Linked DNA regions of Mus musculus: region 2 is linked to region 1. Evidence: chromatin contacts called from public promoter capture Hi-C data. All regions are on one chromosome and are shown on one strand. The core of a region is the stretch at or near the end of the contact, and the rest is flanking DNA. Distances in the headings are between cores, read along the strand shown.

What was found. Promoter capture Hi-C pulls out the DNA fragments that hold promoters and counts their contacts.
Region 2: a promoter capture Hi-C map of hippocampal neurons shows a contact between it and region 1, with 4 times the contacts expected there. The contact joins two enhancer-like sites. A contact is called at or near these places in 11 of 39 promoter capture datasets (the 3T3-L1 cell line, cranial neural crest, embryonic stem cells and 7 more) and 7 of 484 Hi-C or Micro-C datasets (the N1E-115 cell line, cumulus cells, embryonic stem cells and 4 more).

Annotation. Positions count from the first base shown.
Region 1 is chr19:58,901,490-58,907,013 of GRCm38.p6, forward strand. It overlaps a transcript of Hspa12a not described here. Among named protein-coding and RNA genes, the nearest start is that of Mir3086, 7.5 kb to the right of the region's middle. Within about 2 kb of position 2,707, at least 22 of the 459 cell types and tissues checked have an H3K27ac peak or open chromatin away from gene starts, as enhancers often do. A contact at or near this core is called in the N1E-115 cell line and hippocampal neurons, where this site is marked.
Region 2 is chr19:58,976,527-58,982,050 of GRCm38.p6, forward strand. The region is part of intron 16 of Shtn1 (shootin 1); the gene reads right to left. Among named protein-coding and RNA genes, the nearest start is that of Eno4, 36 kb to the left of the region's middle. Within about 2 kb of position 3,350, at least 104 of the 459 cell types and tissues checked have an H3K27ac peak or open chromatin away from gene starts, as enhancers often do. A contact at or near this core is called in the N1E-115 cell line and hippocampal neurons, where this site is marked.

The DNA of each region.
Region 1 (5,524 bases), core at 1,457-3,956:
CACTCACAGCTCATGCAGATGCACTCATGTGCACACTCACAGCTCATACAGATATACTCATAGCTCTCTCCAGTCACGCACAGACTCATACACCATGTCACACACTCACTCGCTCACATTTTCTCATTTTCTTTCCATATCTCACACTCAATGGACTTTCACATTCTCCCTCTCCCTCCTCCTCCTCCTTTCCCTTGTTCTCCCTCCCTCCTCCCCCTCAGGAGTATGTGTACTCAACCTCCCTCACCCCCTCCACACATTCAGCTCTGCAGACTTAGGTGGAAGGTTCTAGCACATCACTAAAATTCATCTCATTGGGAGAGAATGAAGTGGGGGGACACAAAGTGGTTTTCACACACACCTCCCTTTTATTATCTTCCTATTTGTTGTGAATATGAACAGCTTATCTAAAAGCTTAAAAGGTTTGTTGGTGCCTAACTTCTTGAGTTCTTTATATACTTTGGATATTAGCCCTCTGTCAGATGTGGGGTTGATGAAGTCCTTTTCCCAATCTGTAGGCTGCCGTTTTGTCCTATTGACAGTGCCCTTTGCCTTACAGAAGCTTTTCAGTCTCAAGAGGTCCCGTCTATTAATTGTTGATCTTAGTGACATGAGCTGTTGGTGCTCTGTTCAGAAATTAGATACCAACAACCCAAATAATGCAATTTAAAAATGGGATAGAACTAAACAGAGAATTCTCAACAAAGGTATCTAGAATGGCCAAGAAGCACTTAAAGAAATGTTCAAAGTCCTTAGTTATCAGGGAAATGCAAATCAAAACAACTCTGAGCTTCTACCTTACACCCGTCAGAATAGCTAAGATCAAACACTCAAGTTGGCACACACTGGCGAGGATGTGGAGAAAGGGGAACACTCCTCCATTGCTGGTGCGAGTGCAAGCTGGTACCACCACTCTGGAAATCAGTCTGGTGGTTGCTCAGAAAATTGGGAAACAGTTCTACTTCAAGATCCAGCAATACCATTACAGAGCATGTACCCAAAAGATGCCCCACCATCCCACAAGGACACTTGCTCAACTATGTTCATAGCAGTTTTATGAAACACCTCAGATGCCCCTCAATGGAAGAATGAATAAAGAAAACATGGTACATTTACACAATGGAATACTACCCAGCTATTAAAAACCAGGAAATCATAAAATTTGCAGGCAAATGATTGAACTAGAAAATATCATCCTGAATGAGATAACCCAGACCCAGGAAGACATCCATGGTATGTACTCACTTATAAGTGGATATCAGCCAGAAAATACAGGATAACCTTGGTACAATTCAGAGACCCAAAGAAGCTAAGCAAACAGGAGAGCTCAAGGGAGGGTACTTGAATCTCACTCAGAGGGGAAATAAAAAAGACACTGGGTGTGGATGGAGAGAGGGACCTGGTGGGAGACGGGGTAAGGAGGGGACTGGGGGTGAGGATCAGATATGGGGATAACAGGGGTTGGGGGTGAAAGGGTTGGGAGTGAGAAGGGAAATCAGTGGTGGGGGAGCATCTCTGGGAAGTGCCTTAGACCCAGGATGGGGAAGCTCCTGGGAGGATGTGGGGGTGACCCTAGCTGAGACTCCTCGCAGCAGGGAATATGGGGAGTGAAGTGGTCACCTCATGTAGCCAGGCAGGACTTCCAGTGGAAGGAGGGGGGCAACAAGCCACACACACAACCTTCCACCCAAAATCTGTCCTGACTACAGATGTGCAGGAATACAGATGGAGCTGAGATTGGGGGAATGGCCAACCAATGACTGGCCCAACTTGAGACCCATCCCATGGGAGAGAGCCAACCCCTGACACATTAATGATACTGTTATGCTTGCAGACAGGAGCCTAGTGTAACTGTCCTCAGAGGTTCCGCCCAGCAGCTCACCCAAAAAAAGGCGGAGTCCCACAGCTAAACATCAGGCAAAGCTCCAGGAATCTTGTGGAGGAGTGGAGGGAAGGATTGGGACCCAGAGTGGTCAAGGACACCACGAGAATACCTACAGAGCCTGGGACCATGGGGGCTCACAGAGACCGAGCCACCAACCAAAGAGTATGCATGGGCTGGACTTAGGCCCCCTACACATATGTAGCCGAGGTGAGGTTTGGTCTTCATGTGGGTCCCCTCACAATTGTAGCAGTGGCTGTCTCTGACTCTGTTGCCTATCTTTGGTCCCCTTCCCCTAGCTGCCTTGTTAGACCTCAGTGAGAGAGGATGGGCTTAGTCCACTTGTGATTAGATTTCTCAGGGTCGGGTGGTACCCAGGGGAGAAGGGGGGGAATGGGAGAAAGGTGTGGAAGGGTGGGACTAGGAGGGAAGGGAAGAAGGAACAGGGAGGCAGAGAGCTGCATGGCACAATATATTAAAATAGGGAGATGAAGGGGAGGGTCGTATAGTTCAGTAGATGGGACAGGGAGGGGAGCAGGACACTCATTGTTCCCTGTTAGGGCCCTGGAGCTGCAAGTCTCTAAGCCAAAGACACTGGGCTGCTGGGGCTGGAGCAGGAAGTAGGAGGGGCAGAGGCTGCAGCCAAATCCTTCTGCTGTGCCGCTGATGAAGTACAAACATACTAAGGAACATTCCAACGGGATAGGAAGAAACAGTAAGATAAACAGCTGTGCCGTGGTGCAAACTGGAAGCTGGAGGATACGTCCTGAGGAGGCTAGGCAATCAAGGTTCCCCTGCAAAATTCGAGTCCCTGATTTAGAGGCAGCGGGCTCGCAATGTCCTTCCAACACCGCCCTCTTGTGGTGCATCTGGTAACTGCATACAGCTCCACACAGTAATAGCGGCGATTTGAAACTGAATACAATTTAATCCTTAAGTGAAAAGAAGCGTCCTGTAAAAGAGGGCAGACCCCAATGCAAAAGTTTGTCCCTGGACTGTAATTTGTGATCTTTCTCCCAAGTAAATCTCCCCCAGGGTCAAACAGTTTTCCCTCCACAATACTTAAAACGTTATAGTGCTAAAAAGGACGAAAGGGATATTACATGGAAAAGCCTATTAGAAGCTGGTGAGCATCTCTCCAGATTCTGTGAATCCCTGTGCTCAAAGATATGTGAAAACACACAGAAATAGGGCTACCAAAGTCTTGTCGCCTCAATTTTGTTTTTTATCCTTGTTTTCTGTTTCAATAATATGCTGTGGTCAGACATCTGCACAATAAACACACAGTATGTCATCATTTTTAACATTCTGGAATTATTTTGCTGCCCTTTTCTGTTTTGGGAGGGGCGGAGGGGGGCAGGGTTTCTTTATGTACCCTTGGTTGTGCTGGAACTCATAAAGACCAGGCTGGCCTCAAATTCAGAGACACACCTGCCTCCTCTTACTGAGTCTTGGATTAAGGGTGTACACCACGTCCAAATTTTGCTGTTGCTTTTTGCTTTTTGGTTTGTGGTGCTAGGGATCAAACCCAGGGCCTCACACAAGTCCTCCACTACTGAGCTACACCCTTACTTTTTAAATAATTTTGATAGAGTCTCATTAAGTGACTTAAGCTAGCTTTGAACTCACTCTGTAGCCCTGAACTAAAATTCTCCTACCTCAGCCTCCTGTGGGGGGTGGAATTACAAATATGCCACCATGTCCACTTGTTTTGATTATAAAAGTTAACTCTGTGCACACCAATCGTGGTATGAGACAACCTTCCTGCTAAGGCCAGCACGCATGGAATTGGTATGGTGGGGTACCCGTCAATTACTTAAATTGTTGAGGAGCAGACATATAAAAGTGGGTTTGTGATCTTGATACAGAACACAAGAAGGGGAACTCTGGTTAGGTGTGACATGTGGTGTTTGCCTGGTGGAATACTATGCACCCATTATTCCAGTCACAAACACACCAATATGCAGGGAGGGTCACATAGCAAAGCAAAGGCTCACTACATTGTACATACAGATTGCCCTGCTTTAAAGTACAAAATTCATGTTTCATATGTCTTATCTTTATATTATATATAAAGAAACACACACACACACACACACACACACATGTTCCTGAAGGAAAAAAAATGTTTCTTCAAGAACACTCCTGCCACTCCTAGGAATCAGGAATGGGAGAGTATGGGAGAGTATTCACCCCTATATATTCTCTTTCTCTCTCTCTCTCTCTCTCTCTCTCTCTCTCTCTCTCTCTCTCTCTCTCACTCACTCACACACACACACCTGCACTGTGACTTATGTAATTAGCCTCTGTTGATGAAGGCTCAGGTGTTCCTCTATTAAGAACAAAGCTGCCACAGCTACTGCATTGGCTGCTTTTCTGTCATAGAATACAGGAACGACGGACAGGAAGAAAGACTTAGTTGGGCTCCTAGCTGCAGAGGGTTCCAGGAAGAGGACAGAGAGAATGTGACAGAAAACAGAGCCAGACAGAGCGTTTCAGAGGCCTGCTCCCTATCGACTCACTTCCTCCAGTGAGGCCCCACCTCCAGCATGTTCACCCTCCAGAGACAGTCCCACCATCTGGGGACATGAGACTGCTCGGCATGAACCCAGGAGCAGTGTTCCACACCCAAACCTTCATAGCCCCCTTGGATCTCAGGCACTGTAGATCCGTCTCTATATCTAAGTAGAACTCACAGAGGAAACTGCCCCATCAGTTCTTTGGGGGTGAGACCCAGAGTGTGTGGAGCAAGCCCTCTGACCCTGAGGCACGTCCCTGGTCCCTTGTCCACACTATCCACGGTAGTGACCACCATCACGTGGCCGATGGGAGGGGAGGAGTTGCCCCACTGCGTTTCTGAAGTGCCCAGGCTCTGACTCTGGCTGGGGAGGCGGGCAGTGGCTGTGCTCCATTTTCCACACTCTTGGTCAGGCTTAACAAACTCTCCACATGCATGTGTCTCTCTCACAACACTATCCCTGCTATTGCTGTTTTGTCAGCCTGATCCCTCCACAGCAGCCAGTGTGAGCCTCTGCCCACAGGCCCTGCTCACATCCAACCAGGGGCTCTGCTACATGCTGCAATCAACCCAACCCCGGCCGTGGTCTGCGCGGGGCTGTGTCGTCTGGTCCTTGACTGCATCTTCCAATCTCATACTTCCTTATAGTTCATATCTTCATTCTACTAAGGCTGAGTGCTGGCCAGCCTGCTGCTCCAGTTACAGTCTAGGCCTAGGGCCTCTGTACTTTCATTCCCTGCTTGGAATTCTGGTTCTCTCCAAAGCTGGAGGTCTCTTTCCTGTGTGCCTACATCTCAGTTTGAATGTCCCCCTTGGAGGAGCAGCTTCCACCCTATTCTGGGGGGGACTCTTCCTTCCAGGATGCTAGCCCCTCTAGCACAGCCCGAGAAGGCGTTCCACACCTACATGTCCACGCATCTTTGTGGTCCACAAACTATAGACTGTCTTGCCCCTGCTGTGACTGCAGCACCCAGGACAGGGCCTGCTTCGTGTTGCGTTTCTCCAAATGGCCACTGGGAGAAGTGAACCATCTTTTCCATAGACAGCATTATAAAGAAAACCCGACAGAATCTTTTCAGTGTTACGATTTGGGGGGGGGGGGGCTGGATTTGCAAATAGCTTAT
Region 2 (5,524 bases), core at 2,100-4,599, 76 kb after region 1:
ACGCTCACAAGGCATAAAAGCCTGAATTGGAAAACCACCGTCATAACCGCAAACTCTAACCAAATGCCTGCAAAGACATTCTCCGGCTGACAGGCCATATTAAAAACACGAGGGAAATGGCAGAAGGAAGGAGATCCTTAGGGACGGACATGACAGAGACCATGCTGTTGCTGTCTGTCTACCTTAGCCAATGAAACATTTCTCAAAACACCCGATACTCTGTCCTAGAGGTGGGATGGGGTGTCATTTCCTTGGTAGTACCTGTTTCAACTTTCTCCGGCCCAGGCAACATCTTACAGCTTCTCAGAAAAGCAGAGCCACCTTAGACTCTGGGCAACGGAGGGCACTGTGCGAGTCGGCCATCTCTATGCAAGAAGCTAGGCATTCCGGCAGCTCAAAGGCAAGCTGGCTGCAAACGGGCAGAGACTGAGGACAAACTAGAGATGCATCTTTCTGTGAGAAAGGCCCATCAGGCTGATGTACCGACCCCACAGGACAAGCTGAGCCCTCTCACGCGGAACCTGCACATGCATCTGAGCTGGGAAGCGGGCTGGGAAGCGGGCAAGCTGGAGGAAAAGCTGGGAGGAACCGCAGGACTGATCCACAGGCCAGCCGCTGGCACATGCCCCTCAAGTGGGTCAGCACATCGTGCCCTTCATACGCTATCCCAGATAAGCTACACATGAACTTCCTCAGGGTTCAAAGAAAACATTATTAAAACATCATCATCTCACGCCTGCCTCATACATCTCTCTTGTGGCCAACGAGAACCTGGAAACAAAGCATATGGGGTGTCCCAGGAAGTGAAGCTGCAGCTTGGCTCAGGGTCGGGTCACCAGCTTGCTTGTGCGCCCGCTGCTGTCACCCACCAGCATGTTGGAAGCATGCAAAGCGATGGATCTCACTCTGCCGTTTGGAGTGAGCAACTGCCATCGGTCCATACCAACCTCTGTTGCTCCCTTGGGCTACTGTGGGCGTTTTCATGGCCCCGTGTGTCTGCAGGCGAAGGGTGGTTAACATCTCCTAGCAAAAGCTGTCTTCATCAGCTGGGAATTAGAACTCTCCAGGAACTGCTCTCAGCATCCTATGGCAGCAACACACAGGCTGATTGATCTGAAAACTTAAAAACCTTGGACTGTCTATCTCTCCTCAAGCAAGCCACACTCGTCTGGCAGGCTAACCTGAGAAGTTGCTGGCAGGCTAGCTCCAGGATCTCACAGTTTCCTCCACTGAACTAGGCACGGTGGAGACTAGGCAGGGGGGCACTCCCTTGGAACCCCAGGGCAAGACAGAAGAGAGTAAGAGCGGCCATCTATCCAAACTGCCCTTTTGTAGATGGGGGCAGTTCTGTGTGCAGAGGGGGACAGCCTGGCCTAAGAGTACGCTGCTCCTGAGTGGCAGAGCCAGTGCAGGAGTCTGAGCTGTCTTCTCTTTAGGATTGAGCTATTTTCCAAATATAGCACAGGTGCCACAGCGTAATCTGTGGACATTTCTACTAGTTTATTTCCATTGTTTCTATCTGCAACTTTCAGATCAATGCTGTCTTTCAGAGGACAATGCTCAATGCTCAAGCTTCCTGGTTTGATATCACTAGGTCCTTTCCTAGGTCTCCCGGGGACCTTCTCAAAGCTCCTTTTAGAGCCTGAAGCCTTCTTAGAACATTCCATCTCTATCCCCATGATGCCACTGATGGTAAAGTTGCCAGGAGACAAGCCTCAGAGTATGCCTGTGGAGCAATTATTTAGACTAAGTTAATGAGGGAAGGCCCACCCTGAATGTGGGCAGCACCATTCCCTAGGCTTGTATCCTGGACTGAATATTAGAAAGAGCTGACTTGTAGCATTCACTGTCCTCTGATTCCTGAGTATGGATGCAATGTGCATGGCTGCCTTGACCTTTAGCTATCAGGTTTTCCCTGTCACAGTGGACTAATGCACTGTCACACTATCAGCACAAATTAACCCTCTCCACCTTAAGATGCCTTTGTTAAAGTATTTTTATCATAGCAACAGAAAAGGCAACTAATACATTCCCAATCCCATGTCCTTCAGGGGCAGTACTGAGAACCTAGGCTACTATTCAAGGAAGCCATGTGGGTCTAGAGGTTTGAACCCAACAAAGGCTCAAGCAGTACTACCATAGGGGCCTGGTCCACGGTGGCTCCGTCCACCTCCTCCTTCAATGCAGCATCTAAGGACAGTTACTACTAATAAGCAATTAAAGTTGATACTTGTAAAAGAGCCACGGCAGCCCTTCTCCCGATGCAGCAGGATCTGTAGAGCAGAACTGCTGAGTCACAGAGAGAGAGGAAGGCTACATGAGTCGGTCGGACCCTCCCTGTAGAGCAGAACTGCTGAGTCACAGAGAGAGAGGAAGGCTGCATGAGTCGGTCGGACCCTCCCTGTCATATGTAAACCCCAGGCGGCCAAAGTGAAATGATCTGTCATTTACCAGCACAGAACCTGCATCAGAAGTCTGGGGGGGGCCCAGACTGCAGAATCGTGTAGTTAGTTATCCATGATCTGCTATAACAGACCTTCTTCATGAGTCATTCTGGATCATGTGCTCAGCAGTTGTTTCAAGACACTCCCTCCCCCACCCCCGAAAGCAAGCCAATTAAAAACTGGAATTCAAGATCTCAAACTGCAACTCTATTACAGCTGACAGCTACTGTCCCCCAACTGTAGGAGAGCCAGAACAAAGGGCTCTGGCTGGCAAAGAAAGACCTGACCTGCCTCCAAATCACACAGGTGTAAGAAGAATCAGAAGTGTTGCAGTTTCAGCAAAGCTGCACTTGGTAAAGGGATTCGTTGTTTCTCAGACTGTGTCACAGGGGACAGAGGCAAAGCATTCTGTGTGCTTGCCCCCCCCCAAAAAAAAAACCATCATTGTTTGCATTCAATGAAATTCCTTTCAAAATCAACTTTCCACATCTCAATTATATTCAACAACATTCTAGCTAACATTTCGGCTGCAATTCAAATTAACTAATGCCCCAAAGAGCCCCTAATCGACACGGTTCTGAGCTCAATTGAATACAATCAAAGCTCAGGAAATGAAGGGGGGAATGCTTATTTCATGCAAATTCTGAATATCGCTCAAGCTTAATTTTACTGATAATATAAAGGTGGGACATTTTGAGCATTACAGAGAATGAAACCTTTAAGCGGTGAGAGTTATTTTATAAAATGCTACCTCTGAAAAGCTGATTGCCAAACAGTATAAAAACGGTTTGAGGCATAAATGCCAAGTTCATTTCTATTTCACTTCTGAGGTAACTATCTTTCAAATCGCAACAGCTGGACTATTTAACACAATCTGGTGAATCACGGTGTAGCGCTTCTCTGGTCTCCCAGTGGGACGTCTGCATTAGTCTGTGGCAGCCATCCAACAAATGACGTGCAGTGGCCGGTCTGAACTCTGTTTCATTTACAATAAAAAACGGATAAAACCACAATCATATTTGCCACCTTCAAGGATGGAAAATGGAAAGATTTAAATTTGTCTTTATAAAGTAGTTTTCTGGGAAAACTCCAAAGAGGAAGTCAGTTTCTATTTCCCTAGTGTATAAATGAGTCTTGCTTCCCCCTCCAGTCCCTGCAGCGAGCAGAGTGGTGAAGGGAGCTGGCCTTACTAAAGCTGATGTTCATTGTTTCTTTCAGAAACTCTTGATTTTTTTTTTTCAGAGCTTTTCATGCGCCAGTCTAAAACTTCGAAAATATTACATCCCAAACATAAGCTGAGAATTTCTAATCACTATCAAGCCTCATCCTTGTGGGACTGGAGGTAGAACGGAGCTTTGACTTTGTGTACTTTTTAAAAACTGTATTTTATCCAAAGCTCTGTACCGGTCCATCAGTCTGACTCTGCTTTTATTTGTGGGAAGACAGGCTTAAAGTACAGAAAGTATTCCATACGTCCGGATTAGCCAGAGTCCCTTTTGTCACAGGTAACAATAGCTGAGGAAAGACCCTGGGCTCACATTCAGCAAAATTTCCTTTAGTTTTTTAGCTGCCATGCCGTTTACATCATAGACCCTGGTGGTCCCTTCAAGGCTATACCAGCTTGTTTCTTCTACTGTGCCAGCTAGACCAAAGACAATTTATTAGATTCTGATCATGAAGAGCCTTCACTGGTAAAGCCATGTAGGGAACACATAAACTCACTACAAAACACTCATGACACTTTCTTTTTGGCTTCTGGGCTGTTTTTACACACACACACACACACACACACACACACACACACAATTTTGGATAGATTTTAGTCTCTATGAAAATTCATTTAGATCCCAGGTATTTAAAAACTGTGTGTCATTTACAAGAAATATGTTAAAAGACATGCAGCCTCCCACAGAAGTCTCCAGAGGAAACATTGGTTCCTTTAAAGTCAGCTATGCACAGTGTGCATTTTCATAGATATCTATTTTAAGTTTTCCTTTCCATTTACTATATTTTATACATCAAACTTTTAAGATAGGAGTCACAGGAATTCAGCCTATCACCTTTTGTATACTTCCATGACATGATAAAGTATCTTTCAAGTGAAATGTGTTTTATCTGGTTTAAGAAGTCTGGTTGGTTTAATCTCAGGGTCTGAAAATGCTTTTCCAGTCTTGGAAGTTACTTTCCTTTCCATTAAAACAAAACAAAACTTCACTCTACCTCATGAAACACAAATAAAAGGAAACATAAATACTGTTAAGAAATGTTTTTTTTTTTAACAACAACAACAAAAACCCCTACAAAGTACCAAAGGCAATTTGCAAGAAATGATACATTTTAGACAAAGTCCTATAAAATCTGAGCCCTTGTAACTGAAAGCAAACATTAAGGGGCAATTAATTCTTCAAGAGAATGGAGAATTACTTGGTAGCCCTTTAACAGTAATTTTGAGATTTACTCAATGGTATTTTACCAGTCATTTTTTTTTCACTAGGTGTAATACATCCTGAACAATTAATCTGGAAGAAGTTGCTGTCTGTACAGCCCCTCTGAACGCAGAGACAATACTGACTGCTGAGTTTTCCGGCAGTCCACAGGATAACTCCTGGGGGTGGGGAGGGGGGAGAAGAAAAGACCAAGTGAGGGGATCTCGGCTTCCAGAGCATCCAGTTGTTCGGCTAATTTTGTTGTTAAAACTTAATTGTCCATGTACCGGCACACACGGGGCTCCATTGTGGTCCTGCTCTGTGGAACAGAGCAGTTTCCTGCAGTGTCCGTACACAATTCAGCAGTGCTAAGATTACAGCTGAGCGCCCAGCAAATCCTTTAATTGTATAAGAGCATGAGATTAAGCAGGAACGTCCATGCGGCTCATTCTGCCAGTAGACTCTTCTCAGAAATAAATGTTTAAATGTTTACTAAGTACAGGAAGCTGCCCTTCTCCCCTTCTCCTCAATGCAGAGCGTGCACACAGACACACACAAACACCCAAAGACACACACACACACACACACACACACACACACACACACACAAACACACATGCATACACCACAGAAAGAAAAAGGCAAAGGAGGTGA